2 separate regions of the Zea mays genome follow, and region 2 is linked to region 1. Evidence: chromatin contacts called from public Hi-C data. All regions are on one chromosome and are shown on one strand. The core of a region is the stretch at or near the end of the contact, and the rest is flanking DNA. Distances in the headings are between cores, read along the strand shown. Region 1 holds the start of LOC100192712 (Pentatricopeptide repeat-containing protein). Region 2 holds the start of LOC100281766.

Evidence for each region. A called contact is a pair of places that touch in the nucleus more often than the background predicts.
Region 2: a contact with region 1 is called in a Hi-C map of endosperm, with 3 times the contacts expected there. The contact joins the promoter of LOC100281766 here to the promoter of LOC100192712 in region 1. A contact is called at or near these places in 2 of 25 Hi-C or Micro-C datasets (ear and endosperm).

The regions. Positions count from the first base shown.
Region 1 is chr7:24,848,470-24,853,093 of Zm-B73-REFERENCE-NAM-5.0, forward strand. LOC100192712 (Pentatricopeptide repeat-containing protein) reads right to left here and starts at 2,182. Exons shown (of 1, transcript NM_001137914.1): 1 at 616-2,182. The coding sequence starts at 2,146. The coding sequence ends at 830. LOC100273640 (Protein LAZ1) reads left to right here. Exons shown (of 6, transcript NM_001148056.3): 6 at 1-576. The coding sequence ends at 204.
Region 2 is chr7:25,044,306-25,048,929 of Zm-B73-REFERENCE-NAM-5.0, forward strand. LOC100281766 reads left to right here and starts at 2,576. Exons shown (of 2, transcript NM_001159453.2): 1 at 2,576-2,721; 2 at 2,802-3,204. The coding sequence starts at 2,664. The coding sequence ends at 2,980.

The DNA of each region.
Region 1 (4,624 bases), core at 932-3,431:
GTCACCGTTGTGAACTCGAAGGCTCCAGGGATGTCAAGGTTTTTGATGTATGAGCCTGATCAGGCAGAAACAATGCCCTCCCAAGTCATGGAAGCGAACAGAACTGCTTCCGCGGAACCATACGACCTCTCAAGCTTCCTCAACGTAGAGCTATCTGATCATCCTGATGAGGTCCCTGCGATTCCTGATGCAAGAGAACAATGACATGTTGAGGTGTATATTCATGGTGTAAATGGGCGATAGCGCTGTTGAGCTGATCATAGATTAAGGTGTAGTGTTGTACATAGAAACGTCACATGTCGGCGACGTTTCATTGTTCGCTCATCTTGGGGGCAAGTTTATGTTTTTTTCTTCTTTGGGTGGGTTAAAGATGAGCCAAGCTGACAGATCAATTCAAGGTGTAAGTGGAAATACGCGGTGTAAGCAACTTGTCGTAGATTTGCTGAATTCCTTTTGCCGATGAGGTGGGTCATGGGTGTCGGTTGAACGTGGTTTGTGTACTGATTGTTGTAAAGGTTCACTTATATAACCTGCGAGGTTGCACTGAGATCCAAGTGGTTAACTGTATGATGACTTAATTTCCTTGTTGCTGAAATGGTATACTCATCTTATTTTAGGCCCTAGACCATATTCGCCCAGCATTACAAAAAGAGAGTAGTTAATGAGTAGTACAGCATATGACTATAGGGCGGCCTCCTAAATGAAAAAAAGTACCTTATCATTTGGAACCAGACACCAGTGCACTGGCGTCTGCTTAACACAATTGTACAATCAAAGTAACTCACTCTTTGGCGGCAACAACTACCAGACTACTAGTAGTTCAGGATTATCATCTGAAACAAGCCAACCTAACCGCATCGGCCATCTCCTTAGAAGGATTCATCCCGGCAGCTTTCATCTGATACATGATTCTGGTGGCCTCTCTGTACCGTCCGCCGCGAGCATAGGCCATGGCCAGGGCACTCCAGCACGCGGCGTCAGGCTTGCCACCGATCGTCTCAAACGCCCTGGTGGCGTCCGCCAGCTGCCCTTGCTTCGCGTACATGTGTATGAGCCCGGAGCCAACGAACTGGTTCGTGTCCACGCCGCGCTTGATGGCGTCGGCGTGCACCTGCTGCCCGCAGCAGCACCCTGGGTCCTGTGACTCTGCGAACACCGCGAGGATGCTCGACAGGGAGAAGCTGCTCCTTGGAACGCCCGAGGACGCCATGTCCCTGAAGACATCCACAGCCTCGCTCAGTAGGCTTTCACGGTGGCAGGATGTGATCAGGCTCGTCCAGGCCGCCTCAGGGACTGGTTCCTGACAGTGGTGCTGCATCGTCGTCGCGAGAACTCGCCGCGCGCTTCTGTGAAAACCGCCTCCATCGCAGTACAGCTGCACTAGCGAGCTGCCAATGTCACCGTGGATCCTGCCTTTCTTGACGACGAGAGCGTGTACCTGCTCACCGAGACGTAGCTCGCCTGCACGGGTACATGACCGCAGCACGGCCACGATGGCATGGGAGTAGCAATCGCCGTCCAGGACCGGCGTTCCATGGCACATGTGGGCGAACAGACGCATCGCTTCATGGTGGAGGCAGCCATCCGAGTAGGCGGACACCATGGTCGCCCACGCCATGCCGTTAGTGGTGGGCATTCCGTCGAATACCCGGCGGGCAGCTTCGATGTCCCCACACGCGGCGTAAGAAAGCAGGAGACGGTTGGCGACCGGCGACGGGAGTCCATCGGAGGCGCGACGGGCGGTTATGTGCGCGTGCACGGAGGCCACCTCTGCTGCGTCGGCGCACTCCCTGAGAAGGGATATGTAGATGTCCTCGTCGGGCGGGATGCCCAGCGCGTCCATCAGGCGGAGCACGTCGCCGGCGCCGGACGAGGGCGGATGTGAGTCCGTAGCTTCCGGCGGTGGTTTCTTGGTGCAATCCTTGCCGCTAGTGGTGTCAGTCGCGGTGTTGGTGGGGACGGGGAGCTTCGGACGCGAGAGGAGAGGCGGCGGCGGTTTGGCCGGTTTGTTTAGGGCCGGCAACCGTGCTTTACTGGTGGCCATGGCCGGGGTGGTGGCGTTCGCGGAGAGCTGCCGGCAGCGACGGGTAAGGCGGGGAGTCGCGGTGGTGGCGCAGAGCGGTTTCGCGACGGAGCAGCGCGCCATGTGCGAGGTTGGCTGAACCCGAGGCACCACCCGAGCGAAGGTTCGGCTTGTCCAAGAGAGGATTTGTCGAGATATTTAGGGGGTGTGTTTATGGCTTTATCGACTTATCGTGAAGGTGCGGTGTATAATATAAATTTAAATATTTTTATTAATATTTTTAATCTAGATAAGAAACAAAATGATTTATCTAAATGTTAATTTTAACTTTATGATTTTTTGAAGCTTATAATGATATGCTTCATCATATTCACACCAAATTTTGTGAAGCTGAAGTAGTCTCAAACATGGCCTTAACTATTTAGTTCCATAGGCTATCTCTACGTGTGCTAAACAGTATAATTTAGTGTTTGGTTACATGTGACTATAATTTAGTCACTACCGAGTCTCTAAATTATTAAATATGAGAACTAAAAGGGAATAAATCAGATTTCCTCCTCTCTGTTAGTTCTATTTTAATAATTTAGGGACTAAAAAAGACTGAAGTTTAGTCTCATGGAATCAAACATACTTCGTAACTAATTTACATTTTTATCATTTTTGCTAAAACTGGGTGCACGAGAGGTAGGTAGCTGATGTGGTGGTAGATAGCCTAAAAAGGTTGGAACTAGCCTAATATGGCGCACCAATGTGAAAACCTACCATATCCTAGATGTGTAGGCACACAAAAAGTCTATTTTGCCCCTACCATCTTCCACTTAGGGTCTTTTTGGTTTAGCTGTAGATTTCTGAAAATCTGATTCTAGCTTTGAGTTGTAAGAAAGTTGTTGCGAGTTCATGGTTATGAAGAAACTAAAATATGTTTGGTTAAAATAAATAGCAACTATAGATTCTGTTAGAGCATGATAGATTGATAACATAGATAATAGGAATACAAAAAATATGGAGTAGGAGGTGATTTTGAATTGAACTAGAGGAATATATAGATTTTTAGGAATCTATTACGATGTTTTACTCGTTTGGTTGGGATTTTAGATTTTTGGCAGCGAATATGGTTTAGAAAGCTAAACAAAACACACCCTTAACGTATGCCATCTTCCCCTGTCTTTCCAAACAATTCTCGTGTTGTCACTCCCCCTCTCCTTTCTTCCCTATGGTAGGATTTTGGATGTAAGTCAAACTCGTAGTCAATACAATGTTGCTCCTTGCCCCAATGGTATGTTTCTAGAGAAAATTCCTTCAATGCCATCCAAACTTATACCAATCTCTTCAATGCCATCAGATTTAATAGCTTCCCTTCAATGCCATCAAATTTAAATTCTAATCCCTTAAATGCCATTGCCGTTAGTTTCAAGTTAACGCCGTTAGTTATATTTAAAGCAAATCCCTCCAATGCCATCAAAATCTATACGGATCCCTTCAATGCCACTAGAAATTGGTTCGATCTATTTGGTTTTAAAATTTTCAAAATAGAAAATTTTTTGAACCTAAAAGTTTTGAAATGCAAATATATCACATTGATTTTAAAATTTATCTCCATCTGTTATCATTAGTGTTTGTTGTTAGTTTGAAAAAAATATTAGGAATCAAATAGACCGAACAGATATAGCGGAGTAATTTTTGGTGTTTACAAAAAAATGTACTAAAGTTTTTAAAAAGTGTGGAATTGGTCCATATTTTTTTTATTCTAGAATATTTAAAATCCAAATAGATCAAACCAATTTCTAGTGGCATTGAAAGGATTGATATAGATTTTGATGGCATTGGAGAGATTTGCTTTAAATAGAACTAACAGCGTTAACTTGAAACTAACGGCAATGGCATTTAAGGGATTAGAATTTAAATTTGATGGCATTGAAGGGAAGCTATAAAATCTGATGGCATTGAAGGGATTAGTATAAGTTTGGATGGCATTGAAGAGATTTTCTCATGTTTCTATGTGTATTGCCCTGTAGAGCCTTCTCTCAAATAAGCAAATAAAAGAAGTTAAAGCGACACAAACTTTTAAAATCCAAAGCACCAGTCTGGAGGGATGATCGAGTCTTGAAGAGTCAAATGTCGAGTCTATAGACTCGAGGGCAGCAAGAGTTAAGGACTCAACCTGGATATAGAACGACTTGAGTACAACAAAGATAAGTCTTATCAAGAAAGATTTGGGGCAAGAGTCTAATTTGCCGGAACCAATAACTCAGTCAAATAAGACTTGGGAGATATTATGAGGAGTATCTAAGACCAACTTAGCGAACAAGACCATGACAAGTGGGTCCATGGGCTCGATGCCTCAACCGTGATGCCTAAGGACTTGACCCACATGTCACTGAGATATTCTACCTATAAGGAAGCTCCATGGAGATAAGAATGGTAAAGATCCCATCAGATTTGAAGACAAGATTGATATCCACGTAAATATGATAGAACCCAGATGATAAAGATAATATACATGTAAAGATAGAGATAAGCATCTCGATACTTAGGCATAGACTCGACTAGGCTTATTATCCTTATCTAGTATCGTCCTATATACCTTCCTAGTAACCACCG
Region 2 (4,624 bases), core at 1,326-3,825, 200 kb after region 1:
GGGAAAGGGTTGAAAGAGACCCGGTCTTCGTGACCACCTCAACGGGGAGTAGGTTTGCAAGAACCGAACCTCGGTAAAACAAATCATCGTGTCTCACTCTTCATTTGTCCGCGATTTGTTTTCCACCCTCTCTCTCGGACTCGTTTATATTTCTAACGCTAACCCGGCTTGTATTTGTGCTTAAGTTTATAAATTTCAGATCCGCCCTTTTCACCCCCCTCTAGGCGACTTTCAAAATCCCACCCACAAACCTTTCATTGCCAGTATGCTGAGGCTACTACTGATCAAGTACACGAAGAAGATGGGACATGGAAATTCAATTCCCGTGCTGGGGATCTTTCAATGGTTTTACTGCTGTTGAAGTTTCTGTTTTCGTTTTAACAAGAAACTGCAGGTGAACTGAACTGACAGTCTTATTTACCATGCCGCTGCTTTGCACTCTGTTCGCCTGAAGAGAGGTTGCCTCGGTGCTGCCAGCAAGTCCCTGAGACTCCCCAGGTAGATCTCAAGCATGCTCATAGAGAAAGAGTAGGCACATGAGCCGTCCTCCAAAGCGCGAGAGAACAGCTCTTGGATCGCTCGAGGCACGACGCTGAGCTTATTACCGTCAGTTCCTTCCTGCAATGCAACCCACCTATCATCAGAAGCACACGCACCGCGGGAAAAAAAGCCATAGATTTAGCTCGAGTTCTGATGGGCGCAATTCAGGTCAAGGCTTCGTCTACTCAAGGGACGCGATCTCACCTCGCCCGAGCCCAGCCAAGGGCGGGAACAGTAGTCCAGGCGAATTCACGCCTCGCCCGAGGGCCTCCTCAAGCAACGGGCGCGCCCTCAACTCGCCCGAAGCCCAGCTCGGGCAGGCTTCGTTGTGAAGCAACCTTGGCCAAATTGCCTCACCAACCGACCGCATCGCAGGCGCATTCAATGCGAGGATCGCCTGACACCTTATCCTGACACACGCGCCTCAGTCGGCAAGGTCGAAGTGACCGCAGTCACTTTGCCCTTCCACTGACCGACCTGACAGGAAAATAACGTCGCTCGCCCCTCTCCGACTGTTGTGCCACTCGCCAGGGTAAGGTTGACAACTGCTAAGTCTAGCCTCAGGCGCAACAGGAAGCTCTGCCTCGCCCGACCTTGGACCTCGGCCTGAGGAGGAGGTCTCCGCCTCGCCCGACCCCAGGGCTTGGCCTCACCCTCAGCCTCGGAAGATGGCCTCCGCCTCGCCCGACCCCAGGGCTCGGCCCTCACCCTCGGCCTCGGAAGGTGGTCTCCGCCTCGCCCGACCCCAGGGCTCGGCCTCAACCTCGACCTCGGGAGGAATCGCGTCCTCGCCCGACCTCGGCCTCAAGAGGAGTCTCTGCCTCGCCCGACCTTGAGCTCGGACCGACCGCGCCACGGAGGATACATCATTACCCTACCCCTAGCTAGCTCAGGCTACGGGGGAACAAGACCGACGTCCCATCCAGGCTCGCCCCGGTAACAAGTAATGATGGCTCCCCGCGTGCGTCCATGACGACGACGGTTCTCAGCCCCCTACGGAAGCAAGGAGACGTCAGCAAGGTCCCAGCAGCCCCGACAGCTGTGCTTCTACAGGGCTCAAATGCTCCTTCGATGGCCACGACACCGCGTACACAGGGCTCTAGCACCTCTTCGACAGCCACGTTGGCATGTACATAGGGCTCTGGCTCCTCTCTACCGGACACGTTAGCATATTGCTACACCCCTATTGTACACCTGGACCCTCTCCTTGCATCTATAAAAGGAAGGGCCAGGGCCCTCATACAGAAGGGTGGTCGCGCGGGAGCACGGGCTGACGAGCAGACTCGCTCTCTCTCTCCCTCGCGAGCGCTTGTAACCCCTACTGCAAGCGCATCCCCCCCTTGGCGCAGGATAACACAAGCCGCGTTCTTCCCCCTTGTGTTCCATCTCGTGCCAACCCATCTGGGCTGGGACATGCAGCGACAATTTCACTCGTCGGTCCAGGGACCCCCGGGGTCGAAACGCCGACACATGTATTGCTAAAAGTGATATAAAAAAATACTACGGTTGTGTTATGACATTTTGAAACGTAGTATTTCAAAATCATGGTTTTGAAATAGTTTATATCCAAAAGATACCCTAAACATGAACGGCACGACGAGCACCTCCACTAGCTAGCGGCGGCGGGGTGCGCAGGCTCTCTGTCAAGATGTGCAACGACGACGGCACGGCGAGCATCTCCCCTAGCTAGCGACGATTCAAGAAAAAAAAGACAAAAGACAGCTCATACCTCGTAAGTACTCACCACCCGGCCCATCTCATGAGCGACGTACCGCGATCGATGACACGCATTCGGCATGGCAGTGACAACATCGGTGCAGCACATTCATGGCTGCCATATATTGGGTCAATTGTACTGGCTATAGGCTATAGCCAGCCAGTTTGTAACGGCATAATAATAAATAAATAAATAATAAATCTGTGTGCTCGATCGCCTCTGTAAAACCATCTAAGAATTTCTGTGTGCCGCCGCTACAAACCAACCAACCAACCTATGTACAAGCAGTATATAAGAAGGGTACGGTACGGTGCCCATACCATAGCTTCGTCTGTATACCCTATATCTCTATAGCCAACACACACACAAATACTCTCCATTCCATTCCATCTCAAAGGATAGAATAATGGGCGGTCTCTCCACCAAGCTTTTCGTGGTCCTCCTCCTGCTCGTTTGTTACACCGGTACGCCTTCGCCATGATATATAAATATACATGCAAAAAAAACATTGTGTAGATTACACATGTTTGTTTGCGTTTTGCAGGGACGCAAGGCGGGCCGGTGACTATGGTGTCGGCGAGGAAGTGCGAGTCGCAGAGCTTCCGCTTCAAGGGACCTTGCTCGAGGGACGCCAACTGCGCAAACGTCTGCCTGACCGAAGGTTTCACCGGCGGCGTGTGCAAGGGCCTACGCCACCGCTGCTTCTGCACCAGGGACTGCTAGTACTGCCTCGTCTCGCCTCGCCTCGGCTCGTGTCCTGCGTGTGCATAGCCGCAGCGGATCAGTAAAACATGCATGCATGCGTTACCGAATATTTGGCAGTACCAGCAAGTTAATGGATTAAATAATATGTAATGGAACAAAGCCTGTTTTGAACGTGGAACTGCTGAGTGCTAGCAGCGCTCGTGTTTATTGGCATATATGAACTCTATGGCGCGTTTGGACTTTGCCGTGCGAGAAATTTTTTTTACCTGTTTTCTTGTGTTTATCGTAGAAAAAAATAAACCGATACACTACCGAATCCAGCTCTTTGCCGAGTGCTCGGCACTCTGCCGAGAACAATTTATCGAGCACACTGAGGACAACGACTGCTATGCAAGCAGTTCTTCTGTGCAAGCGTGCAAGCAAACCATCTGATTCATTAGATCGTGATCCAACCGTAGGTCATATTTAACACTTAAACCCTTACATCACCAGCTCAATAATCTTTATAAAAAACCCCTAACAAACCATGGTTGTATCTGTGGTTGGATCGTAATCTAATGTATTAGATGGTTTACTTGCACGCTTGCACAGAAGAACTACTTATATAACAGTCGTTGCCCACACTGAGTGCCACTCTCGGCGAACTAAAACACTCGGCTCGGACTAAGTAAGTTTGTCGAGAGGAAAACGCGCGGCATAAACAGGCTCTTGGCAAATAAGCTCCTCTTTGCCGAGTGTCTTCCAGAGCTCTAGGTAAAAAGACTGGCAAAGGGTCTATTGGAGCCACATTCGGTAAAGAGTTTGTCGAATATTTTTCTGTGTTTTGTTGAGTACTTAAAGGGGATCGTAACATGAAACACCTTGGATGTTCTAGCCATTGGAATGGGATAACTTTATTAGGGACACCGTACCATGGCTCCACACGACTAGCATTGTTTTAATAATTCACTGTACGGGGTCCCTACATTGTTTTCATTAAAGAAAAAGGGTACAGGAAGTGTAGGGTACGTGGACTTCGCACAGGGAGTCGAGCTAGTTTGGAAAAATGTTTTACAAGGTTCGCAACCAAAGTCTAATAGAAGCATGTGCATCTATAACATATGGGGAGCATTTCTTTCTTGAACACGTCCTTGCAGCTTTCTATTGCAGGGGGATTCAGATTATCGGTGTTTCGAACCTCACTCCGACAAATAAATTTATTGTGTGTGTTTCGGGCTCCAAAGGATGTGTGCATTGGATGCAAGATTTATATTGATTCGGACAAAACGTCCCTACATTCAGTCATCAACGGCTTACACTACCGGTACCATTCATGATCAAAGCTCGTAGTATGTGTTACAAGCAAGGCGAGAGAGGGAGGAGAGGCTCCTAAGTCTCTTGTTTGAGGTGGAGGTGGTTATAAGGTGTAGTCCTAGTGAAGTCTTGCCTTGGCGATGGGGTTTTGATCTCCTGGTCCATCTCCGTCTCGTTGATCTTCTGAATATTGTCTTCCTTGGGGATCATCCGTCTGTACGGGGACTGGCCTATTCCTTTTATAAGCTAAGGAAGGGGGTCGGCTAGCGGTGTCTTCCTTGGGGAGGAGCCACCTAGTGAAGGTAGTATGGACGGCGCAAACATCGAGAACGCCTGGTCCCAACGAGTATCATGCTCCGCAAACCGGCG